Regions from separate parts of the Mus musculus genome. Here region 2 is linked to region 1. A link is a contact called in public promoter capture Hi-C data. All regions are on one chromosome and are shown on one strand. The core of a region is the stretch at or near the end of the contact, and the rest is flanking DNA. Distances in the headings are between cores, read along the strand shown.

Evidence for each region. Capture Hi-C pulls out chosen DNA fragments and counts their contacts.
Region 2: a contact with region 1 is called in a promoter capture Hi-C map of adipose tissue. The contact joins two enhancer-like sites. A contact is called at or near these places in 1 of 39 promoter capture datasets (liver), 2 of 484 Hi-C or Micro-C datasets (cerebral cortex and nephron progenitors), 2 of 115 datasets of contacts at active chromatin or transcription factors (astrocytes and embryonic stem cells) and 2 of 9 other capture datasets (adipose tissue and pancreatic islet).

The regions. Positions count from the first base shown.
Region 1 is chr19:56,562,739-56,569,182 of GRCm38.p6, reverse strand. The region is part of intron 2 of Nhlrc2 (NHL repeat containing 2); the gene reads right to left. Among named protein-coding and RNA genes, the nearest start is that of Nhlrc2, 18 kb to the right of the region's middle. Within about 2 kb of position 2,947, at least 31 of the 459 cell types and tissues checked have an H3K27ac peak or open chromatin away from gene starts, as enhancers often do. A contact at or near this core is called in adipose tissue, where this site is marked.
Region 2 is chr19:56,628,939-56,635,773 of GRCm38.p6, reverse strand. No RefSeq gene overlaps it. Among named protein-coding and RNA genes, the nearest start is that of Gm32441, 32 kb to the left of the region's middle. Within about 2 kb of position 3,978, at least 25 of the 459 cell types and tissues checked have an H3K27ac peak or open chromatin away from gene starts, as enhancers often do. A contact at or near this core is called in adipose tissue, where this site is marked.

The sequences.
Region 1 (6,444 bases), core at 1,698-4,197:
CTTCTCCTCAGCTTCTTTCAGCCTTCCCTAATTCAACAACAGGGGTTATTACTTCTGTCCATTGGTTGGGTGCAAATAACTACATCTGACTCTTTCAGCTGCTTGTTGGGTCTTTCAGAGGGCAGACATGCTAGGTCCCTTTTTGTGAGTGCTCCATAGCCTCACTAATAGTGTCAGGCCTTGGGACCACCCCTTGAGCTGGATCCCACTTTGGGCCTATTGCTGGACCTTCTTTTCCTCAGGTTCCTCTCCATTTCCACCCCTGTAATTCTTTCAGACAGAAACAATTATGGGTCAGAGGTGTGACTGTGGAATGGCAACCCCATCCCTCACTTGATGTCCTGTCTTCCTGCTGGAGGTGGGCCCTATAAGATGGGAACTTATAATCAGAAGTAACCGTGCTAAATGTCTACTAAAACAAAACTAAATTTATCTATCAGGACTTCAATAGAACCCAAGTTCCACATATCACAAAGTTCCAATATCTTGTATATAGTCTGAAATTACTGTATACAATGTATACAACTGTATACTATATACAATGTCTTATATATAACCTGAAACCAGTGCCCAGTCATTCAGAGTCACAGTAAGATCCTGCCTTAAACAAACACCATAAAGAAGGGTATATGATTAATCATCAAAGGAAAAATAAACAAGATATTGATGCCAAAATAATTTCAATCAGCAGAGACTTGAAGCAGCTATAAAATCATGTTTCATTAAGTAAAAGAAAAATACAAATGAAATGAATGAAAAGACAGGAAATATAAGCAAACAGATAAGACCATAAAAGAAAAACTAAATGAAGATGTCAGAGCTGAAAACACCTACTTGAAACGAAGAAACTGAATGAGCTCACTAGCAAACTGGTGGCAGAGGAAAAGGCCAGGAGCCCTGAGGTAACATCAGAGAAAGGACACTGGGAGACTGAGTGAAAAGAGACACTTCTTCAGGCAACTTGGGATCAGCTTAGAGCATCTAAGGAGTTACAAGAATCCAAAAGGAAAAGAGAAGAAATCAGGGCAAAACAAACATTGATTAATGCCTAATGTTCTCATTCTAGCTAAGGAATTAGTATACGTAACTTCAGGCCAGCATAGCATCTAAGACCCAACAGAGGAAAACATGCCTTGACAGCTCACGATCAAACTGCTGAGAAGCAACAACTAAACAACCAAGGATATCTTGGAAAATCCTGAGGAGCAGATAGATGCCTGGGAAGTGGAAGGGTAGGAGTGGGCAGAAGTGGGAAGGATTTGAGACTTTGGCCAAACTGCTCACCTTTTATCAGTTTTCTCACTTGTGGGATGGGGAAACATCATGAATGACTCCCTAGGTTAAGTGAATTAAGGGACAATCTGTGTAAGGAATTTAACAGTACTCAGTACAACAGTGAACTCTCACCCAATTTAACCATAAATTAAAAAAAAAAAAACCTCTAAATTTCAAAAGAAATTAGCAATATCACTCTTCACAATTATGTCCCATAGGGAAACATGCGGGATGTAATCTATATACATAATACAGTACATTACTCACATGAGTAAATATGCAGACATGCATGGGGTCATCTAGTTATAGGAGGCTGGATTATATTCCGTATGAGACACAGCTGAAGGGAGTAAGCCAGGCTAGACACAAAGGACACACAAAGCCTCAGCAGACTCAGAAGGGACCCCAGGGAACCCCAGCTTCTCTACCCTATGGTCCAGAAATGTGTTGCTCCACAATAAAGAGCACTTGCTAGTCACATTAAATAAAGCAGAGCCTACAAGGATTCTAGTTTGTCCTTCTTTCCTTTGTCTTTCTGTATCCATGGCTCCATCTGCCACTGAGATACTAAACAGAAGCAACAGCCCCTTGCAGACTGGTCAGTCAGCTCCTACAGTAAGTCCTCATTCTTTGTTACTTTGATCAGCTCCATTTTTTTCAGAACAAACCCTGGCCATCAAATACACCTCTACTTACAGTGTAGTTTTGATCTCAGCTCCGATCTGTACACAGGACATCCTTATCTGTCCAGGGCAGCTTTCCTACTCAGCCAGAACGAGACGAGAGCTCCCCTGTGGGACATCCATGCACACGTGCAGCACACGCCCTCTGAATCCTTCACCTTCCTCACTGCTTGCTATAGCCTTGATGCTTGGAGAGGGAATGGGTACCATACCTGGTTTGTATACCTTCAGGGTGCTGAAACGTGGCTTTATGTGGCCTGGCTTTTCAATCTATTGGGACAACTCCAGTAAGTTTAATGCACATGCTTTTGTGAGTCTGGAGCTCGTAAGACGTTTTTGGTTTGGTCTGTAATTTTAACAGTTTTATTAAGCTGTTCTTTGGACTTTTCTGGGTTAATAGTCCCTGGTATCTTATAGGCCCTTTTAAGATGAAGAGTGAAGGGTTGTTTTGTTTTGTTTTTTTCCCTATTTAGGTTTCTTTTTCTATTCTAATTTCAGGTATTAGTTTGGGTGGTTGGCTTTTCCTGAGGTTCTCCCAGTAGTCCCACGCTGCACCTCCTTCTCTTGTCTTCTGAGTCGCTCACTCTCTCCCTGCACTGTTGGTCTTCTGGGGCTCAGCCTCACCCACTAGAGCTCTCTGCCTCCCTCGACTTCGCTGCAGTCTCGACTCCATCGTTACACGCAGTCATCCTCCCTTCTACATCCTGTCGTTCAGACTTCGTTTCTAATACAATCTTGAAGTCAATCAATACCCATTTCTTCTTTTCTTTTTAATTTTAGTATTTCTGATCCAACTTGGTTTTCATTTGTCTTAAGTGTTGTTTGAAGATATTACTCCAAAAAGGAACACAGTTGTTAAGTCTGTGACTCTCAGTGAGGATGTCCACACACTCTCTTTCCTGTAGTTCTGCATGGCTATGACCACCTTATCATCCTATAAACCAGGTTCCTAGCCTGAGAGCTCCCTCTTCTGACAGCTCTGCTCTCTGTGCAGTTTCATTTATGGACACCACTCATGGAGGAGGTGCTGGCTGTAATTCTCCTTCCTTCATACTGGATCCTAAACTTTCCCTTTCATTTCCTTCTTTCGCTTTGGGGCCGAATCTAAGAGGAACCACACCCTGCTTGTGTATTTGATGTTTGTCCCAAAGCAGACTTCTCTACGCTTTCCATCCTCGTCCTTCCTGAACATTTAAGGTAAGCTAGAACTAGGGCATCCAAACCTGTGCTAACATTTTAAGCTTGGTATTGGGGATTTCTTACTAGGACCTATTTGTGCTCTAAGTCTTCAGAATTACTCCTACTTTTTTTTTTCCTTTTTTTCAAAACTGTTGCATTTTATTTTTTCTTTAACATTTTTCACACAATGTATTTTTATTATGTTTTCCCTTCCTCTAATTACTCCCACCACTCTACCTACTCAATTTTACATTCTTTCTCAAAATATAGACAAAAAACAAAACACCCAAAACAGAAAAGCAGTAAGAGGGAAAAAAGGAGAAAACAAACAAACAAAATGAAACAAAAAGCCCACGAATAAACAAACTAGCAAACCAACCAGGAGTTGGTTTTGTGTTTGCCAAGCACTTGACTTGTTCTTCTGGTGCTGGTTAAGCTGCCTCTGTCCCTGTCTTCAGCTTGCATCAGGAGCACCTTTAACTAGAGCTTAGTTTATGTCTTGATGGCCACGTGATGTGAGGGCCATGGTGCTCCATCTGGTGGTGCTGTGAGATGCAGAGTCAAATACGGTTGTTTGTTTGGGAGTCAGGGGAAGACTTTAAAGCATGTGTATTAGGTACCCTTCTCGTTGCTATGACAAAATCGTCAACAAGAAGAGACTTGAAGAAGGGTTTGCTGTGGCTCGCAGTCTGAGGGTCCAGTGTGCCACTGCAGGAAAATCCTGCTGACAGGAGTGGGAGGCATCCAGCTGTGAAGCAAAGAGCACCAAATACTGGTGTCCTGCAAGGTTATAATTCAGTAATTCATGAGGAACCCTAATTCATGGGGAACCCAGCCTCATGGGATGCTGCCCCTCAAAGTTAAGGAGTGTTTCCTCACTTCAGTTGTGCTAATATGGATAATCCCTGAGGCGTGCCCTGACTGGTCTGCTAGATAATCCCACATCCTGTCTATCAAGTTGACGAAATTAAATCTTACAGGTGGCTTCCATTTTCCTTCAGGCCTGGAAACAACACAGATACATTTTGTTTAACATCATGTGTATAACTTACATAAAGTAAGTCTTCCATATTTTGTTGGTTGATTAAATAACTGTAATCAAGTCTAAAAATGAGTCTCTTAATGAAGAAATGCTATAAGTATCAATAAATGCTAAATATAAATGCTGTAAGTGTAAGGCACAAGGCAAAGATAACTGCTAGCTCTACTACTACTTGACAAAGAGGTGAGGTACAGATAGGGAGACAGCAAACACAATTACACAAGAGAATTACTCAAAGACATTAGAATTACAAATACCTGCATGTAATGTGATATAATTAGTATGCCAGAAAAATCCTTGAGATTCAATTAAAAAGATTTAGCAACTTTGAACATAAAATTAATACTTCAAAATAGCCTTCATAGAGGCAAACAATAACCAATTATCAACTTAATAGAAAAAAAGGGTACATGTATGATAAACTGCTATGTTACATCTATAGAATGATGTTTAGATAGGTAAATGTTAACACAGTGCTGAAGCAGTCTCTCTGTCTCTCTGCCTTTCTCTCTCTCTCTCTCTCTCTGAAGCAGTAGGAATAGTCTCTCTGTCTCTCTGCCTCTCTCTCTCTCTCTCTCTCTCTCTCTCTCTCTCTCTGTGTGTGTGCTTGTAGAAATGTAAGTGAACATGGCTCTAGAATGCGGAATTTAGAAATATGCAGCAAAATGACTTTTACTCTCATTTCTAGGAAATGACCCTTAATTAGTCCACCATTATGTGAAAACCTATCCCTCCACAAAATTAGTCATTGTAACTACTGAGCCAACCTTAGAGCCAACATACAGGAAAATGGTTGAATTACACTGTATATACACTGTGAACTATTATGCACAAAATGTACACCACTTTCTAGTTAAGAGAAAAAGTAGTAAGAAATGAAATAAAGTACAAGGCAGAAGCAGGTAAAGAAATAAATAGGTGCACGAATGATCAACCTTTCCATTTCACTGTGAAAGCCATGTTGTTATATATCCACTCCACACACACCTGGATGTATGTGCGCGCACACGCGCACGCACGTGTGCACACACACACACACACACAGACACACACACGCGTGCACACACACATACAGGCACACATACACTCACACACAAAAAGGCTACAAAGATGGCAAGGGTGCTAAAATGAAATACAAACAGCAACAATGAATTCCCTGCCCTTCAAATGAACACAGTAACTTCTGTGGGAGGCAGGTGGAAAGACTAGCCTCCATAATTGTTTAAGTCTTTGAGAGGGACTAAACTAAAACCAAAGACAGCTCAGGAATCATGAGCTCCTTGGAGAAACGGTAACTTTGGGGATGGGCTGTGAAAGCGCAGGAGGAACTAGAAATATTCTGGTGTGAGAAGGAAGTACTCCAAAAACAGCAAGAGCACAGGAGGCGGCTGGTGGGCAAGGCACTGGGTAGATCTGGGACAGTGCAAACACTGGAATAAATAACAGTAATGATTCAAAAGTCACCAAATTCAAGGAGGAACCCACAACTTAAGCCCACTTGTTTCTGCATGTTATATAGATGTAATAATATTAATCAAAGTAGATGGTGGCTATTTCCTACTTACCTTCCACCTAATCAATATATCTCAATATTTTCCCAAAGAAATGATGAAGGGGTGACACCTCAATGATGAGAAGTTAAAATGAGGCAGAGAGTGGTGAAGGAGATTCAGGGAGAGAAACCAGCACATACAAAGACGACGGAAGTTTGAGACAGTAAGAATAAATACCCAGAAATGGTCGGCCTTCAAAGCCATGGTCAGAATTTACACCTTATTCTACATGCAATTGAAGTTATATGGAGACTGAAAGGCAAGTATCAAAGATACTTCAAACTAACCTCATGAGCTTCCCCTCCAAATCTGCACTTTCTCTCGTGCTTTGTTATAGAACTGCATTATTATACATCCAACTATATAAGCAAGAACTCAAGATACAGAGTCTCTGTAATAACCCATGGGCAGCCTTCATCATCCATGTTTAACTCATGACCAAGCCCTATTGATCTTAACCCCTACAACTTGTTCAGTCTGTACCCATCTGTAGAGAGCATGAGAGCCTTGTGCTCACAGATAAGCACCAGGGAAAGCAGGGATGTTAGACAGGCTGGATTGTCTCCTCAGGGGGAATGTCTACTTGCTTCTACACAGAAGGCTGGGAGGAGATGCAGTTAGCAGCCTGGTGATCTGTGCTACCTATAGGGCCAGGCCACATACGAACTCCCCAGATCCTTCCTCCCTAGACCTTTATCGTGAACATTGTTCC
Region 2 (6,835 bases), core at 2,729-5,228, 66 kb before region 1:
CCATTGATGAGAGTGGGATGTTGAAGTCTTCCACTATTATTGTGTGAGGTGCAATGTGTGCTTTGAGTTTTAGCAAAGTTTCTTTAATGAATGTGGATGCCCTTGCATTTGGAGCATAGATGTTCAGAATTGAGAGTTTATCTTGGTAAATTTTACCTTTAATGAGTAAGAAGTGTCCCTCCTTATCTTTTTTGATAACTTTAGGTTGAAAGTCGATTTTATTTGATATTAGAATGGCTACACCAACATGTTTCTTGGGACCATTTGCTTGGAAAATTGTTTTCCAGACTTTTACTCTGAGGTAGTATCTGTCTTTATCCCTGAGGTGGGTTTCCTGTATGCAGCAAAATGTTGGGTCCTGTTACATAACCAGTCTGTTAGTCTATGTCTTTTTATTGGGGAATTGAATCCATTGATATTAAGAGATATTAAGGAAAAGTCGTTGTTGCTTCCTGTTACTTTTGTTGTTAGAGTTGGAATTCTGTTCATGTGGCTGTCTTCTTTAGGTTTGTTGAAAGATTACTTTCTTGCTTTTTCTAGAGCTTAGTTTCCCTCTTTGTGTTGGAGTTTTCCCTTTATTATCCTTTGAAGGATTTGTGGAGAGATATTGTGTAAATTTGGTTTTGTCATGAAATACCTTGGTTTCTTCATCTACAGTAATTGAGAGTTTTGCTGGGTTTAGTAGACACTATTGCAGATGTCAACAAGATTTTTGTTGATAGGACTCTGATATAGCTGTCTCCTGTGAGGCTATGCTAGTGCCTGGCAAATACAGAAGTGGATGCTCATAGTCATCTATTGGATGGAGTACAGGGTCCCCAATGAAGGAGCTAGAGAAAGTACCCAAGGAGCTGAAGGTGTCTGCAGCCCTATAAGAGGAGCAACAATATGAACTAATCAGTAACCCCAGAGCTCCCTGGGACTAAACCAGCAATCAAAGAAAACACATGGTAGCACTCATGTCTCTAGCTGCATATGTAACAGAGAATGGCCTAGTCAGCCATCAATGGGCAGAGAGACCCTTGGTCTTGTAAAGATTCTATGCCAGGAAGCAGGAGTGGGTAGGTTGGGGAGCAGGGGGAGGGAGAGGGGATAGAGGATTTGGGGAGAGGAAACTAGGAAAGGGGATAGCATTTGAAATGTAAATGAAGAAAATATCTAATAAAAATATATTTAGGGGCTGGTGAGATGGCTCAGTGGGTAAGAGCACCCGACTGCTCTTCCGAAGGTCCAGAGTTCAAATCCCAGCAACCACATGGTGGCTCACAACCATCCGTAACAAGATCTGACTCCCTCTTCTGGTGTGTCTGAAGACAGCTACAGTGTACTTACATATAATAATAAATAAATCTTTAAAAAATATATATATTTAGAAGAAGAAGAAGAAGAAGAAGAAGAAGAAGAAGAAGAAGAAGAAGAAGAAGAAGAAGAAGAAGAAGAAGAAGAAAAGAAGGAGGAGAAGGAGGAGAAGGAAGGAGGAGAAGGAGGAGAAGGAGGAGAAGGAGGAGAAGGAGGAGAAGGAGGAGAAGGAGGAGAAGGAGGAGAAGGAGGAGAAGGAGGAGAAGGAGGAGAAGGAGGAGAAGGAGGAGAAGGAGGAGAAGGAGGAGAAGGAGGAGAAGGAGGAGAAGGAGAAGAAGAAGAAGAAGAAGAAGAAGAAGAAGAAGAAGAAGAAGAAGAGATGCAATGTAGCTGCTGGATGCTCAGCCCTAAGCAGGACATCTATATCTTGCCTCCATGGCTCAGGGAACATTGTAGAAGAGGGAGAGAAAGCTGGTAAAATTGGAGGGGGAGAAGTGAAGCAGCGGCTTCGGGCTGTGGGAAGGCTGTAATCGGGAATACACAGCAGTTTTGGCTACCTGCACAAGACCTGCAAACACACACACATGTAAACACATATGCAGGCATAGGCACACACACACACACACATACATGCATACATGTGCACACACAATACAATATCATACAATACCATACAATACAATAAAATAAAAATAGACAGAGATTTAGTTGAGAAAAAGAAGGGGAGCCTAGTAGGAGTGGTAGAGAGAGGGGAGAGTAAGTGGGGGGACAGTTGTGAATATATGATCACATCATATCATATATGTATATATAAAATCATTTAAAACAAACAAAGCCAAACACAGGCAGCAAATACAAAGAGGACATGGAAACTCGCAGCAAGAAGGGGTTCCGAGCAAATGAGAAAGCATTTGGTAGGAACCATACCTGCCCGTTCTCACCTGCCCGCACTTTGGACTTTAAGCCCCTAGCCTGTAAGGAATAAACACGTGTGGCCTCAGACCCACCTGTGCCTCCTGTGTGCTGGAACTAAGGGCACAGGCCACCACACCCAGCATCTTTTCAGTTCCTGAGAGACACTGTCAAGTAGCTATGCTGGAGTTCATGGACCAGATGCAACTTTTACTATAAGATAATTCAGTATATGTGAGGGACCTTTGCTCCTTAGATATCATAGTGCCAAAATTGAGAGAAGGAAAGGGTTCGTCAGCCAGAAAACTCCTTTACAGTTTTTGGACAATTTATTACAAAAACCCTCAACTTTTTATTGTTTCTTTTTATTTTAATTGCCCGTATTTATGTATTTGTGTGCCATGGTGTGCATGTGGAGGTCAGAGGACAGCCTGCAAGAATTGATTCTCTCCTTCCAACATGTCAGACCCGACGACAAGTACCTTTACCCACGGCAGCATCCTGCTAACCCTATTGTTTTTTAATTATGATACAAATCAGGAAGCTTGTATCATGGTAGAGGTAATGCAGAATGTGGGAACTGTTGAAGTTCACTACAAAAGATGGAAGGACTCTGAGCCACTTTGTGGATGCTAAAACTCCAATCCAGGGAACTAGGCTTCTCAAAGCCCTGTAGTTACTAGTGAGGATTGATGCTGGTGTCCCAAGTTCTACTCTGAAAAAAATCTCTCTTGAGTATCAAGCTATGGCAAAACATGGGAGTATATGCCCTTCCTAAATGCTCCCACCAGGGCTATACCTAACACAGCTGCTGATCAATGGGTTCCAGGCACCGTGTTGATAACGTCTGAACTAAGGTTTATAAGGGAGATGCTACGGCATCTTGACATTTAATATTTCTGTATCAGTGTAAAGATGATTAGTGGGTTCTTTTACTTGCTGGGAAGGAGGGTCACTTTAAGTCGTTAAGGCGCAGGGCATATTTTGCATCTCTCTCCTGTCTTAGTTTGGGTTGACCACATTCAGGTGCATGCTACCTAACCACATGTGGCAAGTGGCTTCTGTGTTGAATGTGAGAATTCTCCATAGCAGAACTTATCTCAGCTAGATCTCCGCCAAAGCAGATGTCCCTTAGAATAGAGAGGATGCCCTGGGTGGCTGAAGGGATGGAGCAGTGGGTAACGAGAGCAGGAACTTGAGTTCCTATCCCTAGATGAGGTGGCTAGCGCTGTAACCTCGGTGCTGGGAGAGGAGACAGGGGGACTGTCTGAGCTCATGGCCGGCTAGCCAGCCTAGCCAAACTCATGAGCTTCATGTTTAGTGAGAGACTCTGCCTCAAAACGTAGGTGAAGAATGACAGAGGAAGCGGCCTGACGACAGCCTCTGGCCTCTAAATAGTAGTTCATAGCTATCCTCGGACTCCCTCAGATGGTCCCACAGCTTAGCCATATCTGGAAGCTGTTACAATTTTGGTGACTAACCAGGGGGTGTAGGGATGGGGGTAGGCCTAAAAGGGGGAGGGGGAGATAGGCCTAAGCTTGGGGGGGGGGGGGTAATTGGCTGAGACATAAACATAAACTAGTCACGGCTGGACAAGTTTACAGACTTGCCTGGTGGTTTGACTTCTCGTACTATTCCAGAACTTCACCTACCATTGACCTTGTAGCCACTACCTGAAGGCTGTCCAGCACACTGCACCCCACCCGCGGCTGCCCATTAATCACGGGCCAAAGAGGCTTTGCCTGGCAGAGGCAGCTACAGGGTTCTGGAACAGGATGCAGCCATTGGCAGACGGGTTCTCTTATCAGGACCTCGCAGTCAGAGAAAAGGCTCCTGTCTGTGGAGAGGGTGGCTTTTGTTTGCTTTCTCTTTTAGCTAAAGGGAATTCCTGGGGAAAAGGGATGCCAGAGAAAAGGAAATGCTTGCCAATAAGAAAAATCCTTCCCAGCCGGACTCCTGCCCCACCCGAAGGACAGCCCCAGCTTCAAAGGGTTCAGCAAGTGTTCCTCACGCTCGGGGTCAGCTCCAGTCCAAGGGAGCTTGCTCGCCCTTTCTTGCAGAGGTCTGCTCCTGGTTTCCTCCGGCTGCCAGGGCTGCATTTTAGATCAAGGAAGCCCAGGAACGCAGACACTCAGTCCTTCTTGCGTTTTTCTAAGGGTTGAGGCCTAGAAGGACCAAGGAAACTAGAAGAGGCCTAGTGACCTCCCTGTCCAAGAGGAGGAAGGTGCCAAAGTCAGAGAGTTGTGCCCCAAGCTGCACAGTGAGATTGAAAGACAAGCTGGGAACAGACTGTGTCTCTGCCTGGCAGCTGGCCTCCAGTTCTCCAAACTTGCGTCGTGCCTGTGTGCTTGCTTTGCTGTTGAGATGTCGCTGTCTGTTGGTGGGTGTTGCAAGTGGAGGTTTCTGAGAGAGGGTTGTGCATTGGATCGTATCCAAGGCCACTGAAGAGGCACTGCTTGGTTTGTACATCAACTTGACACAAGCTAAAGGCATCTGAGAGGAGCAAACCTCAGTTAAAGAAAATGCCTCCATAAGATCCAGCTTTAAGGCATTTTCTTAATTAGTGATTGATGGGGAAGGGCCCAGCCCACTGTGGGTCTCATCGTCCCTGGGTTGGTGGTCCTGGGTTCTATGAGAAAGCAGGCTGAGCAAACCATGAGGAACAAGCCAGTAAGCAGCATCCCTCCACGGCCTCTGCTTCATCTCCTGCCCCCAGGTTCCTGACCTGTTTGAGTTCCAGTCTTGACTTCCTTCAATGATGGACTTCAGTGTGGAAATAGAAGCCAAATAAACCGTTTCCTTCTTAGCCTGCTTTTGGCTGCAGTGCTTCATCGCTGCAATGAACACCCTAAGACAGTCTCTCTATATATTTCAGGCTAGTTCCAAATGGTCATCCTCCTGCCTCTGTCATTCTAGTGCCATTATGCCCAGGTCTTGAGGACCAGAAATGTTGAGTCCTGTCGTGTCAAGCATGATGGGAGATACACTAAATGAATGTGCCATCTGGTAGGAATCCAGTTCTAAATATTAGGTCTTTACAAAAAGAGACACCTGGAAAAAAATGTAGTCTTATTGAGGTATAACCTACACGGCTGCATAATAACTTTCTAAGGAGGTCAGAGGGCCTGGGTAGTGGAGGCACCCGCTAAGACCTGCCCAGAGGCTGGAGAAGGAATGCTGTTTGCTCACAGAGAGTTCCTTGGAAGTGAGTGGGGAACTGTGGGCAGGAGAAGTCACACCCAAAGCTGTCCTCTGACCACCAAAGTATGTGCATAAATTCTCTCTCTCTCTCTTTCTGTCTCACACACACACACACACACACACACACACACACACACACACTACACTGCAAATCAAAACAAAATAAAACACCAACAGCCTATTCTGAAGTCTGTTTCCCAGAAACATTACCACTAATAGGGCCTCTACCTGGTCCTCATGTGAGATTCCTCAAGACAGGGGCCATTGAAACACCATGAAGTATAATTGTGTTCCAGGGTCACACCTCTGCCTGCTTCTTTCCACTTCTCTCTCTTGCTGCCCTGCTTCTCCAACAGTTCCTTGTGGGGACAGTCACGTTGGGTATCATTGCACATGAATCCAACCACATCCCAACTCTGTGCGTGGATCCTGCCACAAAGTCAGCAGAGAGAGAGCGCTTTCATCTTGCAGGGCCTCTGGGGGCCTGAGTGTTCTGGTCCTGCTCAGTCTGCCCCTGTCCAGCCAGGGTTCGTCAGCTTATTCCCACTGCACTCCCTGGGTGACCTTTCTCAGGGCTCCAGGAGAGAGCCTGAGTTCCGGGCATGGGATGAAGGCTGGGTGAGGTTCAGCAGAGTGCTGGATAACAAAGGCACGTGCTCTTGAAAATTGTCAAGGGGACAAACCAGGAACCCACAGTTTTTTGGGTTTTTTTTTTTTTTTTGATCAACAAAACTTAAATAGAAACGGAGGCTATTCATTGTGCTACCAGATTTAGAGCTTTTAACAAGAAACACACTCGTGCTTCAAGGGAAAAAAAAAAGGTCCTCAGAAGTCTGTCTTGCTCTGGCCAACGAGCTTCCAAATTTTGGTGGCATTATAAGTGGTGTCAGGATGACCCATCAACGTGTAAAGATTTTCAAAATTTTATCTTTCTGGAATGAGTCGGTACATTTCAATTCCCATTCAAAGTTGCTTTAAATATATAAGTAGATGATCACATTTACTTTTGAGTCCCAGCAGCCTCTTTTTTTTTTTTCATAAGGATGAAGTTTGTTAGTCTGTCCCATGTGTCTCTCACACCAACAGCCTGGACAACCATGCACGTGTTGCTGTGTTTGTGAGCGTGTAGCAGCCACAAAGCTTAAATCTAGCTAAGCCTCTGTATTTGGGCAAGACAGGGTAGCCTTGTTCCAGAGCCAGGCTGAAGGGGAAGTCTGGGAGCACAGGAGATCTAGCTGAGACTATGAGGGGAGCTATAGATAGAGGTGTTCTGTCTAGTGTCCCCCCTATCCCACTGGGACATTAGCTGGGGGATCTGCATACACACAGCCATTCAAAATTAGAACCATGTGTCCCTTCACTCTGGCCCAAGCTGGTACAGGGGTATGGGGATGCCTAGCCAAAGACTCATAAGTCATAAAAG